2 separate regions of the Macaca mulatta genome follow, and region 1 is linked to region 2. The links are chromatin contacts, called in public Hi-C maps. All regions are on one chromosome and are shown on one strand. The core of a region is the stretch at or near the end of the contact, and the rest is flanking DNA. Distances in the headings are between cores, read along the strand shown.

The links. Hi-C and Micro-C count contacts between places; a contact is called where the count stands out from the background.
Region 1: a Hi-C map of prefrontal cortex shows a contact between it and region 2, with 8 times the contacts expected there. The contact joins the promoter of NFKBIA here to the promoter of PSMA6 in region 2. A contact is called at or near these places in 5 of 14 Hi-C or Micro-C datasets (blood, cortical neurons, fetal cortex germinal zone and 2 more).

The regions. Positions count from the first base shown.
Region 1 is chr7:108,517,782-108,524,779 of T2T-MMU8v2.0, forward strand. NFKBIA (NFKB inhibitor alpha) reads right to left here and starts at 5,607. Exons shown (of 6, transcript NM_001257750.1): 1 at 5,291-5,607; 2 at 4,572-4,680; 3 at 4,034-4,244; 4 at 3,655-3,743; 5 at 3,278-3,547; 6 at 2,380-2,907. The coding sequence starts at 5,517. The coding sequence ends at 2,860.
Region 2 is chr7:108,404,158-108,410,719 of T2T-MMU8v2.0, forward strand. It overlaps PSMA6 (proteasome 20S subunit alpha 6), which reads left to right and starts at 4,955. Exons shown (of 7, transcript NM_001193553.1): 1 at 4,955-5,103. The coding sequence starts at 5,028. It overlaps PRORP (protein only RNase P catalytic subunit), which reads left to right. Exons shown (of 9, transcript XR_013396186.1): 8 at 2,388-2,681.

The DNA of each region.
Region 1 (6,998 bases), core at 4,357-6,856, 110 kb after region 2:
TAGAACCTAGAAAGAAGAAAAGCTGAAGCCTAGAAAGGTGGGAGACTGGGCCCAAGTGGGTGAGAAGGGCCCCACCCTTGCTTGACGCTGGAGGGTGGTACCCCTAAGCAAGAGCTGGAAGCTAAGGAGGCTGGGGATGAGGGGGTGGCACACAGTTCTGTCCTGTTTCTCCAACCTAGCACAGAACTAGAGACAGTGTATGGGTGAATTGGCACAAATTTAACCCCTTTACAGAGGGAAGAAGAGTCACGTTTGACTGAGTAGAAAGCACTAAGGGCATCGTTCCAAAATTGGGGAGCCAAGTTTCCAACCTTTGTTCTTTTCAGAATGAGGGTGGGGATATCGCCCCCACTCCCATCTTACCTCTCCCACTTAGCTGAGAGCTGAACCTAACTGACCTAATTCCTGTGGCAGGTCATTTAACACCTGTGTTGAGGTGCTTGGGGAGGGACAAGGAATTTCAGTGAAGAACCCAGGCACTTTGACAGAGAATAAGACTGGTAGAGGGACCGCCAGTGCTGGGTTCCAGATGGACTGAGGCTACAGAAATGGGGCAGAGCTGGGCGCGGTGGCTCATGCCTGTAATCCCAGAACTTTTTGAGAGGCTGAGGCAGGCGGATCACCTGAGGTCAGGAGTTCAAGACCAGCCTGGGCAACATGGTGAAACCCTGTCTCTACTAAAAATACAAAAATTAGCTGGGTGTGGTGTCAGGCACCTGTAATCCCAGCTACTTGGGAGGCTGAGGCAGGGAGAATCGCTTGAACCCGAGAGGTGGAGCTAGCAGTGAGCAGAGATCACGCCATTACACTCCAGCCTGGATGACAGAGCGGGACTCTATCTCAAAAAAAAAAAAAAAAGAACTGGGGCAGACTGGCTTTAACCAGTCTGTAGTAACACTCCTTATATCTGGAAGACCACTAAATATTGGCTCCTTTTTGGTCCAAGGTGACCATATTCTTTTGACTTTGACATCGTTTGTGGATCAGGAAAGGGATAATGTAATAATTTTTTCTTAGGTATAAGTCAAAGACATAAATTGCAATTATATACTACTCTGCATTTTCTAGAATGCAGTAACTTTACTTTTTCCTCTAAAATATTTTGGCTTGGTGTGGTGGCTCAGACGTGTAATCCCAGTGCTTTGGGAGGCCACAGTGGGTGGATCTCTTGAGCCCAGGAGTTCGAGACCAGCCTGGGCAACATAGAGAAACCCTGTCTCTACAGATAAAATTAGCCAGGCATGGTGGTGCATGCTTGTAGTCCCAGCTACTCAGGTGGCTGAGTTGGGAGGATTGCTTGAGCCCAGGAGTTTGAGGCTGCAGTGAGCTGTGATTGCACCACTGCACCCCAGCCTGGGAAACAGTGAGACCCTATCTCAAAAAATTTTTTTAATAAAAATGTTTACAGGGTACAAATGCAGATTTTTTATATTGTACAGCAATAAAGTCTGAACTTTTAGTGTACCCATCTTTATTCTTCTTTCTACCTAGGCAAGAGAGCCATTTTAGAGATGAAAACCTCAAGATAGAGCATCTAAGTCAAGTTCCACATTACTGATTTCTTGTGACATTTGCTTCTGTAGAATCATTCAGTACAATCAGTAGACTGAACTGATAAGAGACCCTTCAAGTCTTTATTACTTTTCTACTACAGCCAGTAACAAAACACATAAACAGATGGAATGTTCTTAAAAGATGTTTACCCCAAAATAAGTGCGTGTTAAGTATGTTAATCACCTACCTCTCCTGCAAGGTGACCGTGGACAGGACATTCTCTCTGCGCTTGTTTCTCCTGGTATGACATAAAGGATGTTGTGTAACAGCTTGTTTTTCTTTAGCACTACATGCCTGCCACTATGCTATGCATGTTACGTGGATTGTCTTATGTAATTTTCAGAACAGCCCAGCTAATGAGAAAACTGAGGCTCAGAGGTGAGTATCTGCTAACAAATGTCAGTACAGTCCCATTTCTGAGCCTATGTCCTTAAGAACTTCCTGTATTAGTGAGATCTTTCCCAGCTCTATATGAATTCAGCATATTCTTCTTGGCCAAAATAATTTCCTCAACTGGCAGTTAGGGTCCAGCAACAGTTGAAATCAAGGGATGACTGAATGACAATGGAGACCTCTCCAACCACAGGCCAAGCAGCACACTTCCACCCCAAGCCTGAAACTGGTATTTCCTATAACCTTGCAACAGCCTCCCTCCCACACACTGAGCCCAGGGTGCCTGCAAAGCTTTGCTGGAGGCTGGGTGTCAGGTGTGAGAAGCTGCTGGGAGTTCCCTGCTCCCCTACAATGCTCCACCTCCACCTCTGCCGGAGGATGGAACTTCAGAACAGGAAGAAAATGATCAGGATAACTTATTTGGAAAAATCTGTTTAATAAATATACATAATAAAAGTACCAAAATAATTACCAACAATACACTATGTACACCATTTACAGAAGGGTAACACAAACCTTGACAGGTATTAACTTTTCACCCCACATCACTGAAAGGTCTAACACTCCTGGCTGTTACATGCCACAGGATACCACGGGGTCAGTCACTCGAAGCACAATAAATATAAAATGTGGTCCTTCCATGAATTTTTGCTAATGTCCAAAACCCCACAGAGGTGAGGTTTAAAAGAAGTTTTCTTGGAATTTCAATGATCTTTCTTGTCCTCTACAAAAAGTTCACAAAAGCAACACAATGAGGGCTGATCCCACTACAATAAAACGTTTTGGGCCAGGCAGTGTGCAGTGTGGCTATAAGTACACCCTTTAAATTTTTTTTCTTTTTTCTTTTTTTAGAAAAATAAAACTTTTTTTTGTACAAATATACAAGTCCATGTTCTTTCAGCCCCTTTGCGCTCATAATGTCAGACGCTGGCCTCCAAACACACAGTCGTCATAGGGCAGCTGAAAACAAGGGGAAAGAAGACACATTAAACTTCCGAAGCTCTGCCAAGCCACTGGGATGGGGAGGCCGCTACTGGAAATAACCCTTGGACTCCATTCTCCATAGCCCAAATACAATGAACTTTACAGGCTGAGGGAGTTTGCCTTTAACTCCCATTTTAAAAATGTTTTAAAAAATGCTTTTCTTTAAAAAAGGGTAAGCTATTTTAAAAAAAAAAAAAGGTACATTATTGGGATACTGGTTATGCACAGAAATTTGAGAGACTCATTATGTAGATACCCCTCTGATAAGGAGCAGTTCTAGGGGCCCGGGAGGGTGAAGGGAATGGTCCCTCATTAGTTAGAGAGCCCAAGGAGTTCACAGACTCACCTCATCCTCCGTGAACTCCGTGAACTCTGACTCTGTGTCATAGCTCTCCTCATCCTCACTCTCCGGCAGCATCTGAAGGTTTTCCAGTGTCAGCTGGCCCAGCTGCTGCTGTATCCGGGTGCTTGGGCGGCCCCAGGTGAGCTGGTAGGGAGAATAGCCCTGGTAGGTAACTCTGTTGACATCAGCCCCACACTTCAACAGGAGCGACACCAGGTCAGGATTCTGCAGGTCCACTGCGAGGTGAAGGGCAGTCCGGCCGTTACAGGGCTCCTGAAACCAAAAGGAATTTGAGATGCTTATGGCTGCGTTTGGAATTTCTGCTCACAACATGAGCACGGGGAACTTGACTCAGTGCATCGGAGGCAGGAAGCACTAACCTGAGCATTGACATCAGCACCCAAGGACACCAAAAGCTCCACAATGCCCAGGTAGCCATGGATAGAGGCTAAGTGCAGACACGTGTGGCCTGGAAGAACAAAACGAAAAAAGTATAACCACCTGTTTCAACCCTCACTCCTTTCACCTATTCTTTTATGGGACAAATAGTCATATCTTCTGAATTTTAAGAACCCACCGTCTGGGTTCTGAAGGAACTTTATAAAGGCATCCAACAGGCACTTTGCACACGTATTTTCTCAACCTTTCAAATGCTGGCAGTTTAAGTTCTTGCCTCGACTCCTTAAGTTGGCCCACCTGCCCCTTCTCCACATCACCTGCCACCTGAGGGGGTGGGGCAGGGCAGGGAGGCAGACATACCATTGTAGTTAGTAGCCTTCAGGATGGAGTGGAGGTGCGGGGTGGTGCAGGACTGAGTCAGGACTCCCACGCTGGCCAAGCAGCCCTGCTCACAGGCAAGGTGTAGGGGGGTATTTCCTCGAAAGTCTCGGAGCTCAGGATCACAGCCAGCTCCCAGAAGTGCCTCAGCAATTTCTGGCTGGTTGGTGATCACAGCCAAGTGGAGTGGAGTCTACGAATGCAGGAGAGACCAGAGAAAGTAAGCCAGGGACCAAACCCACACCCTGAGTTCCCCTGAACCCGTGTCTCCTGGTTGGGTGCTGCTCCTCCTGGACAGGCGGGTGGGGAGGACTGGCAAATAGCAGAGACTCCAGGTGGGTCACAAAGACCTCACCAAATCAGTGGAATTTCCTTCACTCTCTAGGATGTGGGCTGACGTGAAGTAAAAGGTGAGGGTGAATAATGCCCAGTGGCCCTGAATTCAGAAAGGATCTGGGGTGACTTTGCTACATCAGTTCCATCCCAGAGTTAGAGAGCCCGGGCCAGGCAAGCGGCGCACCTGCTGCAGGTTGTTCTGGAAGTTGAGGAAGGCCAGGTCTCCCTTCACCTGGCGGATCACTTCCATGGTCAGTGCCTTTTCTTCATGGATGATGGCCAAGTGCAGAAACCTGTGGGGAAGAGAGGGAAAAACCCCAGGGGTGGTGAGTGCACCGCGTGGGGCCCAGGGAGGCGCGGGCTGCGGGGGATTGCGCAAGGCCGGGGTTTCTGGAGGCCGAGGCCGCGGTGTTTTCCGCGAGGTTATTATGAGCTGAGTGTTCCTGGCAGGCGCCCAGGGACTTTCCGCCCCCCTCCCCCCGCGGCCCCGGCGGGCGCCGGCCAGACCGCCCCGCCCTCCCGCCAGCTCGGAACGCCCTGTACTTCCCCTCCCGGCTGCTCGGCGCCCGCCAGCGGCCAGAAACGCCTTATGCAACCGGGGACTTCGCGTCCCAGCTGCCGCCCCGCCCCCGGCCTAGAGGACAGGCCTGGGGGGAGGGGGCGTGTGGCGACGCTGCCGTCCACCAGGGCCCAGCCGCCGCCCCTCCGAGTCGGGCCGGTGCCCCGCGCGGCCCTGCAGCCCTGCAGCGTTCGGGGCGGTGCAGGAGCCCCGGGGCGCCGCGGCGCCAGCCCGGCTGCATCGCTAGTTCCCCAGGTCGGGCTCCAGGCCCGGCGTCTCCCACTCCCCGGCCGCGCGCATCCGGCCCTCCCGAGGACCCCCGGCTCCGGGTCTGCGCCACTTACGAGTCCCCGTCCTCGGTGAGCTGCTGCTTCCAGGGCTCCGCGCCGCGCGGCACCTCCTGCGGCTCGAGGCGGATCTCCTGCAGCTCCTTGACCATCTGCTCGTACTCCTCATCCTTCATGGAGTCCAGGCCGCTGTCGTGGCGGTCGTCCAGCAGTCGTTCCTTCTTCAGCCCGTCGCGGGGACCCTCCATGGCCCACTCCTGGGGGCGCTCGGCCGCCTGGAACATGGCGCGGGCGAGCTGCGGGCGCTGCTGCGGGTGCGCTGGGCCGCGGGCTGCGCGCTGCTTCCTCGCTAGGGCGCTGGCGGGCGGGACGGCGGCACGGGCTGGTGTGGGCTCTGCAGCGCCGCCGCGGCGCCCTATAAACGCTGGCTGGGGATTTCTCTGGGGCGGGGTCAGGCGCGGGGAATTTCCAAGCCAGTCAGACCAGAAAAGAGAACTGGCTTCGTCCTTTGCTAGGGGGAAAAAGAAGCCTAAACCCTGAGCTGGGGTTCGTCGGAGAAACTCCCTGCGATGAGCCACTGGGGTCACGGACAGGGAACTTTTTGATGAGTGCCAAGTGGCTGGAAAGTCCTTCCGACCAGGCCCCCTTCCCCGCGGTACTTCCCTGCAGCCTGCACCCTGTAATCCTGTCTCTCTGCAAGTGAACCTTCTTTCCCTGGGGTTTCCCACGATCGATTTGAATTGGGGTCGTCGGCTGCTGAGATCCCAAGGACGCCGACATGATGGGCGGTCCCTCTTTGGGGTTTGCCAACCTGCCGGTCCTTTCCGTTTTTTGATCTTTTGAAAACGCAAGAGTGGAAATGATGGCTGGGCGTAGGGATTTTCTTTCCCCAGACTTCTAAGGGGAAGGACGCACTGTGGTTATGGGGCTGCAGGCCGCTCTTGTGTTTCTGCTAATATCAGGCTCATTGCAGAACGGGGACGTTTAGCTTCGCGCCCTTCCTCCCCTACCCCCCACGCACCTCTGCCAGGTAGAACTGTGAAAGCTTTGGAGGAGTGGAAAGCCTAAATCTTTGGAAAACTCTCAAATCACTTCCAATCACTTCCTAGGGATGAACAGCCTTGTTGAGTGGGGGAGGGGCAAACTCTCCCTGTATGGGGAAACTGCTGAATAGGACCATGATTTTTTTTTTTCCCCCCAAGTAAAGCAAGGTGTTAATCTTTGTAGTGGTGGTTGTGGATACCTTGCAATAACAGAGTAGCTATTGTGTTCATAAGTAGCTGTTGCATTCATGCTATCTGACCTACATTGTGCTGCCGCAGAGAATGGATCCTGAGCCTACTTCTGGGCATCTAAACTGAGCAATTCGAGGAGCACTTAGAGAAGGAGGCTGAAGAATGAGTTTAGTTAGTGCCTTAACCGCGATTGGACCTTAAGGACCGCTAAGAAAGTAGTTGCCAGTCATCCTGCAGGAGGCTCAAGGCAGCCCCATCCTCCCATCCTGCCCCCCCCCCGCCTTGCTCCCTCGTCCTGGGGGATAGTAGCAGTTGGACCCATTCATGCCACCCAGGTAGAAAGGGGTTTTGGCTCACTATGCTCTGGTTTCACCTGCAGAAATGTAATTTATGCTCTCCATCCCACCTCCACCTCCAAGCCTGCAAGCCATGGACTGAATTCATCTACTTGGTAGAATTGGTACAGGCAAAATAAAGCACACTTCGGTCAGAGCTCTTCAGAATTAGTCCCAGGAGCCCTCTGTAGTTCT
Region 2 (6,562 bases), core at 3,705-6,204:
TGAGAAAGATAAAAAAGGGAAAGATAAAGAGCCAGGTTCTTCTCCTCAGGGAGGAAGCTCTGAATTAGTGAAAATCTGGCCAGAGAGCTGGGCAGAGTCCTACATCTTTCTTTACCCAGAACTGCTACATCCCTAGCTCTGTCCTTGCTACAGCTGTCCTTTGGGGCCCCTTAACATCGGGAGACTCCCCTAAGATGTGTATTGCAAGTGGCCAACTCACAGGGCACTGTGTTTCAACACCTACTAATATCATATAGAAACACAGATAGCCTTCATTTTTCTATTCCCTGGCTCACTAAAACTGCCGGCAGAGCACCTTAAGCTAAGGGCTGCATTCTTATCTTGCCTTTAAACACCATGTGATTCAGCATGTCTGCAGTCTCTGGGAATCTACACTGCCACTTGCTACCTTTGCCTTGTGGGTAACCCCTACCTTCCACCTACCTCCACCCCCAGGGGAGAATGTGGGCCTTGCCAAATGGAGGCCCCCAGGACATTTTCCAAGACTCACGAGATGTTAAGTCATCTCTAAATTTTTTCAAAAAACCAGAAAGTCATTTCAAAAAGCCTAACTTGATGGCCCCACAGAGAGGAAGATCAAACTTTCCACACAGACACAGCAAGTCTGCCACCCAGGCTTGTGTTAGAGCTGCAGTATTGGTACCCAGACATTTCTGAAAGCTCCCTCACCCAGGGGAAAGTCCACCTGAGTGAGTAGTTTAGCTGCTGCCTGGAGCCCGATGGCACATATTCATGAAGTCAGCTTCCAGGGGATTTCCCTTTGTGATGGAATTGGCAAAGGTTTTGTCTTTCTGAAAGATTTCCCAGAGGAATTCATTTGCCTATGTGGAAACATCTCAAATTCTAATATAAAATCTCTGACCTTTTAGGGTTTTGAAATTTGGATCTCTCATTTACTGAGATATCTTTTTGAATAAAGAAAAACAAACATAATAGAAAACCTAAACAGTGAGAATGCATATTCAACAAATGATCTGAGTGCTTACCTCAGGCTAGGCACTGTTTGGTATTGAGGATACACTGGTGAACAAAACAGATGTGGCTAGTTGGGCATGGTGGCTCATGCCTGTAATCCCAGCATTTTGGGAGGCCGAGGTAGGCGGATCACTTGAGGCCAGGAGTTTGAGACCAAACTGGCCAACATGGCAAAACCCTGTCTCTACTAAAAATACAAAAATTAACCAGGTGTGGTGGGGCATGCCTGTAATTCCAGCTTCTTGGGAGGCTCAGGCATGAGAATCACTTGAACCCAGGAGGCAGAAGTTGCAATGAGCCCAGATCGCGCCACTGCACTCCAGCCTAGGCAACAAAGCGAGACTCCATCTCGAAAAATAAGCCAACAACAACAACAAAAACAGATGTGGCCACCACCCTCAAGGAGCCTGATTTTTAATCCTAGCTTTCAATTTATGTTTGTGTTGAAAATGAAGTTGATTCCTTCCAGGAAGCGTCCTTACGAGTATGAAAATATATACACCATCCAAAATCCTGTGCCCAGCTTAAGTATCACAAGAGGGGATGAAGATTTGTTTGAATGTGTGAAATAATTCTCATAGACTGCAGGGTGTGTGATATGTGTGATTTGAAATATCCCATCACAGCCCAGACATGCTGGCTCACACCTGTAATCCCAGCACTTTGGGAGGCCAAGGCAGGAGGATTGCTTAAGCCAAGCTTGTCCAACCCATGACCTGCGGGCCGCATGTGGCCCAGGATGTCTTTCAGTGTGGCCCAACACAAATTTGTAAACATTCTTAAAACATGATGAGATTTTTTTGCAATTTTTTTTTAGCCCATCAGTTATCATTAGTGTTAGTGTAGTTTATGTGTGGCTCAAGACAATTATTCTTCCAATGTGGCCCAGGGAAGCCAAAAGATTGGACACTCCTGGCTTAAACGTAGGAGTTTGATACCAACTAGTAACTGTCACAAATGGAATTTAAATTCAGATGCAAATAAAAAAGGATGAACTCCTAACTCCCACGCCATAAGGGATTCATTCATTCAACTAATATTTATTGAGCACTTAATATATGCTGGTTATTGTTGAAGTTGCCTGAGCTGTATCAGTGAACAAAATAAAAACCCTTGCCATCGCAGAGGTTAAATTGGAGGTGGGAATGAGGGACAATAAACAGTGAATACATTTATGATTTTTTTTTTTTTGAGACAGGGTCTCACTCTATTGCCCAGACTGGAGTGCAGTGGCACGATCTCAGCTCACTGCAAGCCCCACCTCCAGGCTCAAGCAATTCTCCTGCCTCAACCTCTCCTGAGTAGCTGGGATTACAGGTGCACACCGTTAATCCATGGCTAATTTTTGTATTTTTAGTAGAGATGGGGTTTCACCATGTTGGCGAGAGCAGTCTTTAACTCCTGACCTCAAATGATCCACCCACCTCAGCCTCCCAAAGTGCTGGGATTACAGGTGTGAGCCACCATACTCAGCCTAAATTTATGAATTATATAACAGAAAGAAAAAAGATACTCAGGAGGCTAAGGCCAAAGGATCCCTCTAGGCCTGGAGTTTGAGGCTGGCCTGGACAATACAGTGAAACCTAGTCTCCAAAAAATTTTTTTTAAACTAGCCAGGAGTGTTGGTGTGCAGCTGCAGTCCCAACTACTTGGGAGGCTGAGGCCAGCGGATCACTTGAGCACAGGTAGGTGTTCAAGGCTGCAGTGATCATGCCACTGTACTTGTCTGGGTGACAAAGCAATACCCCATTTCAAAAAAAAAAAAAAAAAGCCAGAATAACAGAGCAGGAACAAATGAAGACAGAGGGGGGAAGTATAAGGGAATTAATACTACTGCAAAGTTTTGGCTCTGAAGACTTGGAAAATGTGGTACAAGGGGCGGGAATTGACTTGAGAGGGAGTAGAGGAGATAAGGAGTTCTCTTTTAAACATGTGCGATTTTGAGGTGCCATATGTCTTGATGTGAAAAATATCCCATTGGTAATTAGAGAAGATTCAGCTCCAGAGAAGGGTCCAGCTAGACACCTAAATTTGGGAGACACCAGCATAGAGCTAGCTGTGGAGGCTGTGGGACTAAGTTCATCCTCATAGCAGCCTTACCAAGAACTCTAACTATGACTATGCAGGTAAACAGTAGGAATTACAGTATACCAGGCTCTTTCAGAGTCTGAGAAGACAAAAGTCTTCAAAAGGTCAAGAGGAGTTGGTCCTGAGAGTAGGGACCTGAACCAGAAGCAAGGGAAAACTTTGATCAGTCCACTTGGGAACTAGCCAGTGCTGGAAAGTACCCTTTGTGCCAGATATGCTGTATGCATTTACCGTTTTCTTAACCATGTTTCAGTTTTGGATTTTTTAGATTAATAAAATTGAAATTAATTTTTAAAAACACTCTTGAGAAACTGGAATTCCCTTCTGAGGGTCTTAGAACATTTTTCCTTTAAAATAGAAAGTGAGTTCAGGAAATACATTAAAGAGGTAAGAATCCCTACTTCAGTATTACAGCAGGCATTACAGTGCCACAAACATTAGTGTATCTTGCCTTCTTTGTATACAAACCATCTGTATCTGGGGAGAAAAACAACTATTCTAACATTATGTTTTGCATTTTATATTCATTAAATAGGAGTGTGCCTTGGGGAAAGTCAAAAGAGGCACAAATTTGCGATTTGAAAAGCCACCTGCTGTTCTCTGGGAGCTACCTCACCAGCTTGGAATTACTCTCATTAATCCATGCGACACTAGCTGCCATAAGCCCCATCTCTTCAGCTCTAGTTCAGTATTAATCAAGGGTGCTTAACCTCATTCCCCATTACCCGTATTTCAACCTCAGTTCCACTTTCTTTTCTTTCTTTCTTTTTTTTTTTTTTTTTGAGATAGATCTTCCTCTGTCGCCCAGGCTGGATTGCAGTGGCGTGATCATAGCTCACTGCAGCCTGGATCTCCTGAGCTCAAGCCATCCTCCCACCTTAGCCCCCCGAGTAGCTGGGACTACTGGCGTGCGCCACCACGCCCAGCTAATTTTATTTTATTCTTTAGAGACGGGGCCTTCCTATGTTGACCAGGCTGGAGTTCCACTTTCAAGACTAAAAGTTGGCTGGGCATGGTGGCTCACGCCTGTAATCCCAGCACTTTGGGAGGCCGAGGCAGGTGGATCACTTGGGCTCAGCAGTTCGAGAGCTGCCTGACCAACATGGTGAAACCCTGCCTCTACTAAAAATACAAAATTAGCCGGGCGTGGTGGCGCACGCCTGTAATCTCAGCTACTCGGGAGGCTGGTACAGGAGAATCGGTTGAACCCGGGATGGGGGGGTTGCAGTGAGACAAGATCGCGCCATTGCACTCCAGCCTGGGCAACAAGGGCGAAATTCCGTCTCGAAAAAAAAAAAAAAAAGACTAAAAATTGTCGGGGCTGCTGGCCAAAGATCTTGCCTGGCTGTCAGAAAATAATGTTCTTTCCAGCGGCTACTTGAACCCGCTTCCTTCAGTGCCTAAATTTAACAGCTGCAGCTGCTGCAGCTACTGCAGCTGCAACCTGTTTCCCCCGTAATAGGAACCAAAGTGGAGGGTAAAAGAGGTTAGGAAGAAGGCAAGCCAGCAGTCTGATCAGACACATGATGCATGTAAGAGACTTGTTAATTACACGGACTATTTAGGTCACATTGATAGCCAAATCACTATTCTGGGCCCCCAGGAAGGCTTTTCGTCCTTGCTATTGTCAATTCATTCTCCAGATGAAAGCCTGAAACTGCCACGACCCAAGTTTCACCTCTTCAATCCACTCAAGAGGCCGGCTTGGCGCAGGCGCACACCTTGGAAGTCACCCCGCCCTCCATCCACCACCCCCGTTGGGGGCGGGGCCTCAGAGCTCAGCACTTGAACTGGCTCCAGAGCCATGAGTTTGGCGTGCAAGAGCGGAAGAAATGCGGCTGATACCCCGGAAGCAGTCGCTGCAACTTCCGGGAGGTGCTTGTACGCCTGGTGCGGGAGCTACGGGACACAGGGATTGTGTTTGAAGTAGTGCTTCTACCAAGATGTCCCGTGGTTCCAGCGCCGGTTTTGACCGCCACATTACTATTTTTTCACCCGAGGGTCGGCTCTACCAAGTAGGTGAGTGAACCAGGTTCGCCTGTGGTCCACCTGAATTGCCCTGTCATAGTACGGCCTGGAGCGAGCAGACGCGGCCCGAGTTTAGTCTGGGGCCGGAGCTGAGCCGGAGCTGGGAAGGGAGAACGGCTGAGGCTGAATTGAGCTCTGTGGTATTTGCACACGCGTCTGGACGCAGGGATCGGGGGCCTGAAGGCCTGGCTCTCTGCAGGGCGAGAGGCCACACTGTCTAGACCCAATGGAGAGTTAAGGAAGGTAGGGCTGTAATGCATTACTCCGGCTTCCTGAGGCCCCTTCACTTATTGCACTCTGTGCTGGCGAGGCACAAGGCCTGTTTCTAAAGGGTAATTGATTTCTTAACGTCTCAATTAAAATGCCTCCTATCCGTTTTCCTTTGTTTGCAGCGTGGACTTCCTGTGGTTTATTCCACACGGGCATTCGAGCCTGCTGTGTACCAGACACTGCTAGTCCTAGGAGATACAAAGATGAATGTTACCCCTCTTCCATACTGAAGCTCACAGCTTAGAGTGTCAGATGCGTTAACAAACGGATAACAAAAATTAGAAGTGCCAATTTACAAATATCTACAGAGTTCAAGACATCTTTGGGAAACTGATAGAATGAGTGACTCTCGATTCTAGAGCTGGTCTTGAAATTGGCATCCCCTTTTTACCCACATCTGTTTGAATGCTCCAGTAATTTAAATGCCGGTTCTGAGTTGTAGATGAGGTTCTGTGTACTAGTTTACTGAAGAACACCTGTAGTGGAAAGAAACTATCAGTTACTCGGAATAGGAATGTATTTTGTTGCGTTGAAATGGTGTCAAGGTTTAGGTTATGATTATAAGCCAGACACTTGACCTCCTGCCATAGAGAATTGAGTGTCAGTAGAGCTTGATTTATATCTGGTCCGTGGTAGTTTTATTTTTGAATGAGTTTAGTGGCTCCGTGCCTTGCACAGTAATATAATCATCTGTGCTTGGAATCATAAGGAGCGAATTGGTCTGTAAATGATGTTCTCTTCATCTGTAAATTTTAGAAATAAAGATAACTGGGAATGAAACTGCTCAGTGTATTACTGCATAGTGTATATAATGTAGCAAGAAACATCATCATGTTGGATAATTCAATAGCCCTTTTAATTTATCCCCAATTGAAAAACATGATTAAGGATAGAACAAAGAGATAACTGTATCCTCAAGGAATTTTCGTTTATTGTGTTAAATTCCTGAGTTTTAAATAATTTTCGTATATCAGACTACTGCTTTCAGTGTTCTATTCGTGATTTTTAATGTGTGAACAGGAAAAGTCACTCCGAGACCTATACTTTATTTCTGTATACTGTATTGTGAAATCCAGCCATAAAGCATAATCGTTAATGCTTCCCAGATTTGGTGAGTAGAAAGGCTGTACACAGTGTCATTGTGATAGTTTTAAAAGATTTGGAAGAGAACATCTATCTG